Linked DNA regions of Canis lupus: region 2 is linked to region 1. The links are chromatin contacts, called in public Hi-C maps. All regions are on one chromosome and are shown on one strand. Each heading gives the region's core, a stretch centred on a gene start, on an enhancer-like site or on the middle of the called end of the contact. The rest is flanking DNA. Distances are from core to core; before and after follow the strand shown.

The links. A called contact is a pair of places that touch in the nucleus more often than the background predicts.
Region 2: a contact with region 1 is called in a Hi-C map of blood, with 2.1 times the contacts expected there. The contact joins the enhancer-like site here to the promoter of MAN2A1 in region 1. A contact is called at or near these places in 2 of 9 Hi-C or Micro-C datasets (blood and liver).

What each region holds. Positions count from the first base shown.
Region 1 is chr3:2,501,783-2,508,403 of UU_Cfam_GSD_1.0, reverse strand. MAN2A1 (alpha-mannosidase 2) reads left to right here and starts at 3,101. Exons shown (of 22, transcript XM_038532169.1): 1 at 3,101-3,235. The coding sequence starts at 3,101. It overlaps LOC119870980 (a long non-coding RNA gene), which reads right to left and starts at 3,441. Exons shown (of 3, transcript XR_005356543.1): 1 at 3,342-3,441.
Region 2 is chr3:2,593,158-2,599,778 of UU_Cfam_GSD_1.0, reverse strand. No RefSeq gene overlaps it. Among named protein-coding and RNA genes, the nearest start is that of MAN2A1, 91 kb to the right of the region's middle. Within about 2 kb of position 2,943, at least 3 of the 20 cell types and tissues checked have an H3K27ac peak or open chromatin away from gene starts, as enhancers often do. A contact at or near this core is called in blood, where this site is marked.

The DNA of each region.
Region 1 (6,621 bases), core at 1,852-4,351:
GAATGTCTCTGAGCCTTTGACGGAATGCAGCTGAGGATAGGTAAGCAGGTAGTATATGGCACATCCAGTATAACATTTCCCCAAATCTTTGGATTCCTTGTTCCACATGTCTGGGAAGCTTGGGTACCTCAACATCACAAACCGGGTCCAAGTTTCCATCAATCAACCAGGTGAGCTATTAGAACCACCACTAGCTGCACAAGCTAAAACATACAATTAACACCGTAACAAAAAATTTGGCTCAGTGTAGTTCTACTCCATCCTCCTGTGGCCTAACACCCTTAGAAGCCACTGCCGCTTGTGTTCTCCAGGTTTCTGTCTTCCTATTAACAAAGTATGTAAGTTATTTCTTCTGCCTGTGTATCAGTTTTGGTGTGTAAATAGTTCTTCCTTCATCACAGTCTGCTCCTATCCCCCAGAAGCACGCGGAGGTCTGATCCTTGTTAAAAGTATGGTGGCCGGCAGCCCGGGTGGCTCAGAGGCTGGGCGTCTGCCTTCAGCCCAGGGCGTGATCCTGGGGTCCTGGGATTGAGTTCCACATTGGGCTCCCTGCATGGAGCCTGCTTCTCCCTCTGTCTGTGTCTCTCATGAATAAATAAATAAAATCTTAACAAAAAAAAAAAAAAAAAAAGAGTATGGTGGTAACAGAGGGTGATTGTGCTGGGTTTTGAAGAGAATGTGAATTCCCTCTCAAGGCACTGCCCCCTCCTGGGGGTGGGGTGGGGATTGTAACAAGTTTTCAAGCAGAGGAAGCCCACCTCCTCAGACACTGGAGGGCAGTGTGCTTCCATGGTGGAGAGGCCCAGGATGACTTAATGGTTCATGATCACCAGTTTCATCTGGGTGCAACACATCCTGACTTTTGAAGTCTTATTATTGAATCATCAGTGCCTGAACTTTTTCACGAGAAACCTGGCACATCTGTGAATTCAAGTTGTAATTCAGTGACTGAAAAAAAAAAAAAATCAAAATTTCGTGTTTGGTCTTCAGAAAGACCTCTGTTGTTGTTGTTGTTTTATCTGCAGTACATAGGAGCCTCTTCTAGAATTGTCACAGAAGCTCTCCGGTTCTCATGCCACCACATTGGTCTGTGCTTGTTTCTCTTTGTAGGTACTCAAAGGAACTCGAAAGAATCCATCTCATCTCAAGCCACAGTCCTTAGAGTCGCCTTACAGCCGTTGACAGTCAAATGTGGCTGCCACTCGGCCCCCGCAAGGCACGTGCTTCATTTGGTCCTTGATCACAATCAGCCACAGGCAATTGATTAATTGGCAATGGCCTGTGTGCCACGACGCCCTTTGGCAAGGAGGTCAGCACTGAGCTCAAGCCAAAGGCCCAATGCAAGCAAACTCCTAACCCCATCTTTCCAAGGCTACCTCTTAGACTTACAGGTAAAGCTTAAGAGAAATAAAAAGGCTTAAGCCACATGATTATAGACCCTAACAGGATGAATGGGGGAAGACGGCCCTAGAGAACATACAAACAGGGGTTCTAAGGAGCTGCCCTCGTAAGGAACCCCAGGGCTGGTGGGGGTGTGTGTGGAGCTCCCCAAGAGGAGCCGCCCAACCCCTCCCAGACCCTCCTGGGGAGTCGGCTCCCTGGGGCTCAGCGAAGGGCAGCCCAGCAGCACCTGCGGAGCCCCGCCCTGGGGAACCTCTATGAACCTGGCCTCTGGGAAGCCCGGGGGTGGGGTGGGGGAGCTCCCTCCGCAGGAGCAGCAGCGTTAGCGGTGAGGAGGGAAACCTGGGCCCGGGCTCGCCGCGGTGCACCTGCCCACACCTGCCCGCACCTGCCTGCACGCAGGCCGGCCGCCGAGCAGCAAGCAAGCAGCAGGCGCAGCCGGGCTTCCCGGAGCGGCTCTCCGGCGCCCTCTCCCGGCACAGCTGCGGCGCGGCGGGCGAGGGGAGACTTACTCGAGCGGGCCCAGCTGCATTTGCTCGGCGCAGTCAAGAAGGGCGGGCAGCCCGGGGCGGGGGGGCCGCGGCCGTGGGGAGGTCCGCGGGGGCAGCGCGGGCGGGTCCGACTGCACGCGAGCGCGCGCTCCGGGGGTGCCGCTGAGGCCGCAGCAGGCGCGCCAGGCCCGGGGCGGAGGGAAGGAAGCGGGAGAAGGCCCGCCCCCATCCCCCACCCCCGTCCCCATCCCCCATGCCCCTCCCTCCCCGGGGCCGCCGCCGCCGCCGCCGCCGCACAAAAGCCGTCCGAGGTCTGCTCCCCGCCGGGGCGCTGGGGGCGGGGCCTAGGAGCGGCGCGCCGTGATTGGCCGCCTCAGGCCCCGCCCCCGGCCGACGCGTCGGAGGGGGCGGGGCCAGCCGCCTGCTCGGCTGCGGGGCTGCGGGCGCCCATTGACCCGGCAGCCGCCTCGCCGCGGCTGCTTCCTCCTGCGCGGCGGGCGGAGGGCGGAGGGCGGGAGCCGGGGACGCGGCGCACCTTCCTTCCGCGGCGGCCGCCGCCATCGTCCGCTGCGTGCGGGGCGGGAAGCGGGCGCGGGCCTGCTGGGGTCTCGTGCTCGGCTCGGGGGCGCTGCTTCCGCTCGCTTCGCCGCCCGCCTCCCCCTGCGCCCTTCATTCCCCCCGCGCAGCCCGGTCCCGTTTCTGGAGAGGCAGTGGCGGTGGCCGTGGGGCGGGCGCGGTGCGCGTCCCGCCGAGCCGCGGTTCCCCTCGCCGCCGGCATCAGTCCTCGGCGCACCCCTGCGCACCCCGGTCCGGTTGCCTGGGTCGGGCCGTCACGCGGCGCTAAGTTGCGCTTCCCGGCCGCTTCCCGCTTCCCCGCGTCCCCCTCCGCCCCCGCTCCCGCCGCTCCCGCCGCCGCTGCCCGGAGCCCTCAGCCCGCTCGCCCGGGGACCCGCCCGCCCTCCTGCCCGAAAACTTTTCCTGCCGCCCCGGCGCGGGCGGCGGCGCCAGGAAGTGCGGTCGGCGGCCGCTCCCCGCTCCCGGGCCAAGTTTGCGGGGCCCCCGGGGCTGCAGGCCGGTCCCGCCCAGCCAGGGCCGCCCGGCCGAGCGCGCGGGGAGCCGCACCCGCACCCGCACCGGTACCGGCACCCGCAGCCGCAGCCGCCCGGGGCGCAGGACGGTGCCCGGGCCCCGCGTCCATCGAGGAAACCATGAAGTTGAGCCGCCAGTTCACCGTGTTCGGCAGCGCGATCTTCTGCGTGGTGATCTTCTCGCTCTACCTGATGCTGGACCGGGGTCACCTGGACTACCCCAAGGGCCCGCGCCGCGAGGGCTCCTTCCCCCAGGTGAGCCCCGGGCCCCGCCGCCGGGCGTGGGCTGCCCCGGCCGCCCCGCCGCGCCCCCGCGCCCCCGAGCCCCCGCCGCCCCGCGCCCCGGCCCGGAGAGCTCGACCTGGGGCGCGGAGGGGGGCCCGAGCCGCCGCCTCCCCGCTCCGCTGCGCCCGGACGACGGCGGCCGCCCCCCGGGGGAGCCCCCTCCTCCGCGTCCTCCGCCCTTCTCCCCCTCCCTCCCCCCCTCCTCCCCGTCCTCCTCCCTCCATGGTCTCCTCCCCCTCCTCGTCCTCCTCCCTCCATGGTCTTCTCCTCCTCGTCCTCCTCCCCCACCCCCTCCTCCTCTCTCCCCGTCCTCCCCCGTCCTGCTGCTCCTCCCCCCTCTCCCTCCCTGCCCCCCTCCTCCAGCCCCCTTCCTTCCTCCTCCTCCCCCTCTCCCTCCTCGTCCTCCTCCTCCCCCCCGCTGCAGCCCTCCGTCCTCCTCATCCTCTCCCTCCTCCCTCCTCCTCCTCCCCTCTCCGCCCCCCTCCTCCTCCAGCCCCCCCCCTCCTCCTGCTCCGCCCCCCTCCACCTCCTCCTACCCAGGGGCGGTGGCCCCGGTGCCCGCGCTCGCCCCGGGGCCCGTGGGGTGGCGGCGCGCACCTGCCGGACCCCCCCACCCCGGGGGCGGCCGCGGAAACGGGGTCCCGCACACCCCCGTCGGCTCCGCGGCGCCTCTCTCCACGGTCTGGAGGAGGAAGCAAAAGTTTATTCCCCGCGGCAGAGCCCGGGCTGGGGCCGGGGCCGGGGCCGGGCCGGGGTCGGGGGCTGGGGCCGCTGCCCGGGGCTGCTGTGCGGCCGCCGGGGGCCCGCTGCCGGGGCGCTGCCATACCCCGGCCCGAAGCTGCGGGGCGCTCGGCCTGCGCCCTGGGGCGCGCGCTCCCTGCTCGCGGAACCACCCGCCCGAGGTCTCTCCTGTACACGAAGTTGCTCAAAATAAGCAAGCAGGCACCGGTTCTGTCTGCAAGGATGCGCTGTCAGGGCCTTGACCCATCATGACCTGTGCTCTCCAGAAATCCTCGTAAAACTGGGTGCCCTGTGATCACCCTCTGGGGTGAATGGACCTGCAGGACTCCAAACCGGCTCCATCTCACCACTTGATCCAGACATACTGCACAAGTTGCCTGGGTCTGTCTTTTTTTTTTTTTTTGGTGGCAGTGTAAGCGACCAGAGAGCCTCCTTGCCATTCGCTGTCGTGATGTGCGAGGGCACAAGGCCGCAGTTTAACGCAAACTAAACTCCTAAACTGTGTCAGAGTTCTGAAAGTGAAAAATGACCTCATGGTGGATGCCCGTGGTCCCTCCGGAGCCCTCAAAGTACCTCGCAGGTGGAAAGTATTACAGATGTTGTTGTAAACATGTCTCAACATTGTTAAAAGCTTTTTCTTCTCTATTAGTATGATACAGAAGCTACAGTGAGGTAAGCACCGTGGGATGTTTCTAAGGCTTCACTTTATGGAGTTTGCCCAGTGCTTGTTACTGAGAGGGAATGGAAGTTAAAAATGGGGTAACCGCCCTCGGAAGCCATACCCAAAGGAATGCTAAGCCCTGCTAATTAATAGGTTGTATAATTTGGTGGCTCAACTTGCTCTGATCCTCTGCCCCCCCCATCACATTTTCCGAATTTTCTTCATTACAAGAAAAAAAAGCTGATTTATTTAAGCCGTTAGCTTATTTTAAATAACGTCCTTTGGCTCTGGTGTGATGATCACTTGGAAATGATTTATGCAAACATCTGGGGCTGGGGTTCTCTGGCAACCTTGACATTTTACTGTTACTAAAGACGTGAGTGACTCAGTTACTGGGAAATCGTAGGCAAAGTTAATTCCAATATTTTAATATCCAGCCTTGGTCCTCCTCGAGGGGCTTAAGTTCTGCATAGAGCAGAATGCAGTTGATGGAAAGTGACAGTGGCTGCTGGAAGAGCAGGCTCTGGTCTGTATTCTGGTTTGTGGGCGAGGGGAGAGGATTTGGAAGGTGGAGCTTTTTTATGCTTAATTAAGGTGACCACTGTCAGGTTTTTCAGGGCTGCGTTTTCGGTTCAGGAAGAAAGCACTTTTTTTTGCTGATAAGAGTTTTGGAGAGACACTGAATCCCCAAACAGATGGGACAGAGTAAACCCTCTGTAAGCCTAACTCCTATGCAGGACAGCAACCTATGTGTCGTACAGGACAAACTCTATTCCCACCATCTGGTAGTTGGGGAAACCGAGGCACAGATATATATATATGTGTGTGTGTGTGTGTGTGTGTGTGTATATATATATATATATATATATATATAATTTTTTTTTTTTAACTTGCCCAAAGTCCCACTACTAAGAGCTGAGGGTTGAACAGGTGGCCTTTGGAGTCTAGGCTTTCAGCCATTATGCTATGCTAATAATTCCTTGCCTACTTTTTAGGTCCCAGTTGGCCTGCAGAAAAGATCTGATATAGAAGATAGAGCATGTTGCTCTGTGGTTCCTCAGCATATGACTTTAAAAAAAATTTTTTTTTAAGGAAGTTAAATTATGAAGCTCTAACAAATGTGCTCCTTTTTCTGAAACGTTTAACATTTGAGATTTATACCCCTCCCAGAACGTCTTGTTGCTCTCTTTAGAGCTAAACATTGTAATGAAAACCATTATGCAGCACAGCATCCAGCCTTTTGAGTTGATTTTTATTTTCTCACTACTTCTAAATCCCGTGTAAACCTTAATTTGATGAGAACACCACACATTACAAAACTAGCTTGCAATAATGTATTACATTTCTTTGGTGAATTTGAAGCAAGCCAGTCCATCACTATATATTATTTTTGGTATCTTAGTAGAATGACTTATCTAGAAAGGGATTGATTTCTGCAGAATTTCAGTTTAGGATTTAGGATTTTAGTTTCATTAAGTCAATGTGGAACCTTCAGTGATGTATATGGTCTATTTAGTAAGCAAGATATGTTTTTTTTTTTTTTTTTTAAAGCAAGTTATGTTTTAAAACCATCCTAGTTTGAGAGCAATCTATTTGCTGTTATTCTGCGTTTCATTCTTTTCCTTTCCTCCTCCAACTCTGTGTTTTTCACCGCTTGGCCAGACTCTGGGGTGGCAGTAGGCCCAACTCTGGGTTCTCTGGTTTCTCCCACCCGAGAGGAACAGCCTACCTCTGACATAGTCTTTGGAAGGCTTTACCCTTTGTTCCAGGGAGGAATTCCGGTGAGGCTTGGAGGCAACAGGTGGGCTTGTCTGTGTTAGCTTCTGTGTATACTTGAGGGTTAATAATCTCAGCTAGAAAAATTAATAAAAATTACACTGCAATTGAGAGGCTGACCAGGGCCTAATTCCCTGAAGATGCTTTGAGGTGATGTAAGAATTCAAGTAGATGAAAA
Region 2 (6,621 bases), core at 1,694-4,193, 92 kb before region 1:
ACTACTTTACTGTATTATCTTGTACTTCTATACTTAGGTTTAAATATAGTTTTATTTAATCTCTTAGTTTTAATTTTCTTATTATAAAATAAAGTTAATAATACAGATATTTCCTTATTTTAAAATAAGGATAATAACAGACCTCTGTGACTTGGAAGCAGATTTATATATTACTATTAATATAGGCTAAAATTCTGTAAGAAGGAGACCAAAAATTACAGCAGTTCAAACAAGATAGTTTTTTTCTATCTCTGTTAAAAGTCTACTTGATCCAGAATAACCAGTCAGGACCCCAGGTAATTTTCATTGTGTCACGTTTCCATTAGCAGGGTTCTTGTTGAATATTCATGGCCAAGCTAGTTTATGGACATATCTGCATTCCATTGAGTATAAAAAGGGCAAGAGAGAGGCAATTGAGGATAAGAAATTTTTATTCAAGCGATGTAGAAGTTGGGGCACCTGAGTGACTCAGTCGGTTAAGTGTCTGCCTTCGGCTCTAGTCATGAGCCCAGGGTTCCTGGGATCGAGCCCCACATTTAGGTTCCCAGCTCAGTGGGGGGAAGGGGGGTTTGCTTCTCCCTCAGTGTTCCCTCTCTGTTCTCTCTGTTCTCTCCCAAATAAATAAATAAAATCTTCAAAGAAAAAAGAAGCGATGCAGAAGTCGCACACGTCCTTCTGCCCCCATTCTTTTGAAAAGCACTTAGTTGCATGGCTATCTATCTACCTGAGAAATAGTCTCAAGGGGAAAAACCATGTGCTTGTCTGAAAATCCATTACTACTGAAGGAGAGAATACACCGAGAAACAACTCTCAGTCTGCATAGCAAATGTGTGCTAAATACCTCGTACAGTACCTGCTAACTCACAGGTGCTCAGCACCTATTTTAATTTTAAGAGTAGTACTATACACAAGTACATGCTTTGCCAAATAAGTTAAAAGGTTTACAGAAAGGTCTTCTGAAAGAGCTTTTCAGCAAAACCAGATTTTTAAGCGGAAGAATAAGTTTGGTACAAATATACTTCCCTTGGTTTAATATGAAGGCTCCTGGATTCAGGATGCACATCTTCCACTTTGCTGCAATATCTGAAATTTCTACCATCAGTGTCTGATTTCTCCAAATACACCAGGAGTGAATAGCACATTGTTATTATGAGGTATTACTATCTTAGGATAGATTTATTAATTTTTTATCTCCTGTCCCACTCCTCTTTGTCTTTTCCTGTATTATAAAAATCTAGAAGAATCAACATGGAGAAGCAAAAAGTTCCCAGTCGGGTAAGAGAAAAGGGGAAACTAAGCAAGGGCAAGGTAAGCCAAAAATCTTCATCATAAGCTCAGGGAAGATATTTGTCAGGATAAATAAGGGACATAATTGGTGAGTTTTACTAGGAAAGAGAGCGAGCGTGGTTGTGAGCCAGGGCCCAGCCCTCAGAGGGTATGTCCTCATGAAACTATGCAAGCATTAGGTGCTCCCCAGGGGGAGATGGCATAAAACGGGGTACGAGAGGTGCTGATAATCAAAGCAGTTATTTCACAATTTTTTCCCAGGGCCAACCATACTACAGAGACGTGGTTGCAGCTGCATTTAGCTAGAGACAAATAAGGTATATGAAAACACTCAGGGCTTTTAAAAAGCTCAGTGCAATTTCTGGGCTTTGCAGTTATTTAATGAAGGCAAGCAAGAGGGTTATAAATTCAACAACTTTGTGATTGAGATTAATGTGCTCAGAAGTTAACTCTTGCCTTCACAGTCAAATGAGAAGTGAACATTGGGCATTATATAGTCTCTAATTTAAAGCTGCCTGATTGGTGGCCTAGAACAAAACATGGCTTCTGGAAATTTAACCTTTTCATGGTTGGCACCAGAGCTGGGTAAAATGGTGGCCAATTAGGACATTACCTAGAGTTGCAAACTGTAAAGTCTGATGGAGCATCACTAATAATGTAACAAAATGGGTAAACATAATGTGGCTTTTAACCAGAATTCCGTTTAGAATTTACTAGAAGAAATAATTTGCATTATACAGGGTTGATGTTAAACCAGCCAAAGAGTTTGCTCAGAACTCTTTCCATCTTCATTTAAAGCCTACACTTCAAAAGCTGAGAATAACATAATAGGTGATAGGTGTCGAGTTGTGCTCACATTCCAAAATGAAGTGCTAAGCCAGCATGCAAAGAAGGTTGGCCAATTTTGCATGCTCAGGCCAATTCTGAAAATATAAACCGGTTCGGACTGAAGACATTAGTCAAGGAAGGGTTTTTTGGAGGAAGCTGTTGGAGTATTGGCGGCTATCCTGTCGGTGGCAATGTCGGAGTGGTGGGGTATGCTTATATCTACCTCAAGGAAGAAGAGCTTTAGGAAAACTACTTAAAAATTTTGATTTACATCCCTGAGGTTTGTAGTGAACAGAGAATGGAAGAGTATAAAGCAGAGAGACTGTGGCTGGTTTGCTGCTTTCAAGCAGCAGGAGGTGGGTAGGACTCCCTAGGGTCACTATGGAAACTGCCAGGTAGGCTTGCCACATTCTCAGAGAGCCAACTGGCAATGTGAGAGTGAGCCCGAGTGGATTCAGGTAGACTCTTACTACATGGCAAAAGCAAGGGCACCACGATGTCAGCTCCCCATGTCTCTCTTCCACGGGACACAGGTGGAGATGACACCAAATCAAAGGAATGGTAAGAGAAGTAGCCAGTCTGCTTCCGAGAAGCCAACTCTAAATAACAGCCAAGAAGTTTTATAAACTTTCACAGAAGCTACATCTGTACCAGAAGGAGGAAGGGTGGAAAGCCCTGCACTCAGCAGAAATAAGGAAGGTGGATGAGCAATGGTCTTGTGGCAGCCTCTCACAAGACAGGAAGGCAGATGAGAAACTGCATTGGGCAACTCTTCACAGGCTGCTTATCTCCCCTTGTTCTGGGAGGAATAACAGGGCATGGAGCCAAGTCTTGAATCAGGCTGGTCAAGCCTTGGCTATGGGGCCTACACGAGAACAAGGCTATGAGGGTGCTGAGTAAAGCTATTGCCCAAGTCAGCCTTGATATGTAGATAAAAGAAGGTTACATTAGAAAGTGGCTGCTTTGGGCTGTGCCTTAAACACACAGACTGCAGGATGGATGCAACCCCAGCAGTGGGACTACCGTATCGGAAGGACATTATTTTATTTTATTTTATTTTATTTTATTTTATTTTATTTTATTTTATTTATTATTAGTTTTAAAGATTTTTATTTATTTGTTCTTGAGAGAGACAGAGAGAGAGTCAGAGACACAGGCAGAGGGAGAAGCAGGCTCCATCCTGGGAGCCTGACATGGGACCCGATCCCGGGTCTCCAGGGTCACACCCTGGGCCGAAGGCAGGCACCAAACCGCTGAGCCACCCGGGCTGCCCTTCGGAAGGACATTTTAATTATTGATACTTGCTTTGCCTAGAAGTTCCTGGAGGACTTTTAAGACTTTATCTACAAATGAACGTAAAAACCAGGATTTCATCTATTGGCAAGGAAAGAACTAGCCCACAGGAAGGACTTAAGGGACAGTGAGGAAAAGAATAACACTGTTTTCTCTTTGTGTCATATTGGGCTCTATATTTTTAACATCAAGGCTATATCAGAAGTACGCATGAGTAACAGCAGATGGTGAGAAACGGATTAAAAACCTGGGTGGGTGTCCCTTTGCTTACCGGGTGATACAAGTCTGAGCTGGAATAGAATTGCCTAAAGAAATAGAGTTAGGACTAAGGCTGCCTCCAGCCCCTCCTTTCCTACTCCTTCACACTCAAATAAATATTAAAATAACATTTAAGAAATATAGACCTGAGGGCATGCCAAATTATTAGGCCATTTGTGACAGCACATACATTGGTCCAACCCTGGACCACTTCTTAGTTAGACTAAGAATCAGTCCAGCCTCAGTGGAGGTAACTCTAAGTGGTACAGATTTGCAATAACGAGGTGGAACACTTCCTTTTCCAAGGCTTGCTGCCTTGATGAACATGTCACTTGGGCTTTCAAAAACTCTTTAGGGAATAGTATGGTCTTCCTGGACAGACCACAGTTCCAATACAGAGATAGTTTATGTCTTAGTATTAGGACAGACCCAGCAAGTTTAGCATCTAGAAAGTTTCAGTGTTCTTGAAAATATGAAACAACTTTTGTATATAACTGCAGGTTTCATATGAAGATACGGTTAACATGCTTTTGAAAGATACTTTTTTTAAGCAAAGAGAAGAATTTGTTATAATCAGGCACCGTTCAATGGTTCTTCGCTCTGAAAACCCGGCGTGTGATTCATGACGGAACAGAACTAGAGCATTAGGCCACTAAAAATAGTGCTTGAGATAAATTTTAAGAGCTTGTCCTTGTTCTATTGACCAATCTGAATGCTCTTCTCTTCATTCCATATATAAACATTCAACCATTGTTTTCTAAATGCCGAGACTAATGCACCTCTAATCAAATAGAAGCTACATGGTAGTACTCAGATTTCATAGAATGAAAGAACTAAAAAGAGCCTGGTGTAATTTTTTGGTTCATCCAAGTGAATGCCCCTAAATCAGGAATTTTCCTGTATTTTGGGGACATCCTACACTTAATTGAAGGAATCACAAAGGGCCTTTTTAAAATACCCAAGCTTAGTTTAACTAACTTTAAAGCGATGTACTTTAGCATACACTTAGTGGGATGATTAGGTGTAATAAAATAAAGAAAATAGTGAAGGTATCTTCAGTCCAAAAGGTTGGATCTTAGCATCTGAAACCTATCAGAGTGGAAGGTTGTCTACATATAGTTTTCAGAAATGGAGAGCCAATAGGTTCACTCAGGAACCCATTTCTGCAATGTATTCCACGTGTGTTGGATGAGCAGATAATCCCCATGACAGATATTGTGTCAAGTGTCCCTTGTACTAAATGGAAGAGAATTCATACATTTCGTATGAACACATGAAATAAACAGAATTTTGTTGAGAGTAGAATCAATCAGGGCAATTTCCACATTCTTATAATTGAGGGTGAATGGGGCATGATGGTGATAGTTGGACAGGGGGCAGGTAGAGGGGTTCCCCTCAGCTTGTGCTCACAAAGATAGTTTTCTACAGATCGCATCCATTCAAAACTTACACATTACGACCCAACAGAACTCAAGAGAATCTGTTCCTTTCCTTGTCTCTAAAGTCAAATATTGCCCCGTTTCTCTCAAGCGTGTCCTTGATGTTAACTTAAAACTTACTGTTCCTGGGTGAACACTGTTTCCAGGCTCTAAGTCCCTGGAGGTTGGTTCTGGATCTGCACCCACTTGGAAATAATGACAAAGATAAGCACAAACCTCTCCCCAAATAAAGGCAATTCCTTATGATCATTGCAAGGCATTTGTAACCCGTCTCATCACCTATCAGACTTACAGTCTCGGTACAGTTCCGGCTGTATTTCTCCGGGGATCCTTTGGGTTTCCCTGCTGAATCTTCCTTGGATGTTTACGTTCTGCTCTCTGCACCAAACTCTCACAGAACTGCGTCCTCTCCTTCCACAAGAAATGCAGACCCCCATCATGATTTTTGGAGTTTCTCTGAAGATTTGTGGGACTGCAGGAAAGGATCACTCTGTACACCACACAGCATTTTGGTGCCACCTATCTGGACCTCGGGGGCTGCTTCTGCTTTCTCAGCCTTTCCTCTAGGTGTCATTTGCTGCTTTTTCAAGGCTTGTGTTACCGCCATGTGATGCTCTCTGTCCTGCATGGAGCCCCCAGGTTAGTTGTACAATCCTTCGGACCTGTTTTGGCTTATTCTCAATACCCTTTTCTTTTGTTAGTAGTGCCTAGATTTTTTCCTCCCCATACCCATCACATGCCACCTTGGGCAAACTGTCAATCAAAGTGCCCTGGAGTTCTGGTAGAAGGGCCTTAGGACCTAAGCTGACCAATCAGCTGTTCTATCCCAGCATTTGAATTAGCTGGATTTGATTCATCCTCACAGTTGCACCCCCAAGAAACTGCTTATTTTCCTTCTAAAGGCTTTCCTTCAATTTTCTCATTTATGCCACTTATTTCTCTTCTACATAAATCATTAGAGCTGCAACCAAAGGGTCCTGAGTGATACCAAAATATTGTCTACTTTCTTGCCTCAACTGCCTTATAAAACACATTTTTAAAAAAATTCTGGGAACTATTTTTTCAACTTGTTATATAAATATCACAAAAACTCTCAGAGTTCTCAAATCTGGTAGGTTTTTGTTTGTTTGTTTTTGTTTGTTTGTTTTTTCTAAGACGGGTAAGAAGAGCGAGAAAGCTCTTGCAACTATTCCCAATGGATTTTCCAGGGGGACGGGGGAAGGAGTCTAAAGTTGATACACAAACCACAGGCCAGTACTTGAAGCAGCCCACAAAGGCTTTAGTATTTGTCCAGTGTGGACTGAGATGTGCAACTGAGATGTGTTCTAAAGGCATAATTTATTGAATGATGGAAAGATTTTCCTGGAAGTTAAACAGTGGTTTGAATGTAATTATTTCTTTTTACTTGAGCACGTAGACTGCTGGCACTCATTGTGGTTTATAGTCTTCCTATTTGTCATGTGATTAATCAGAACAACTTAATTGTACCTTCTACTAAGCTAGGAGAATGTATTGT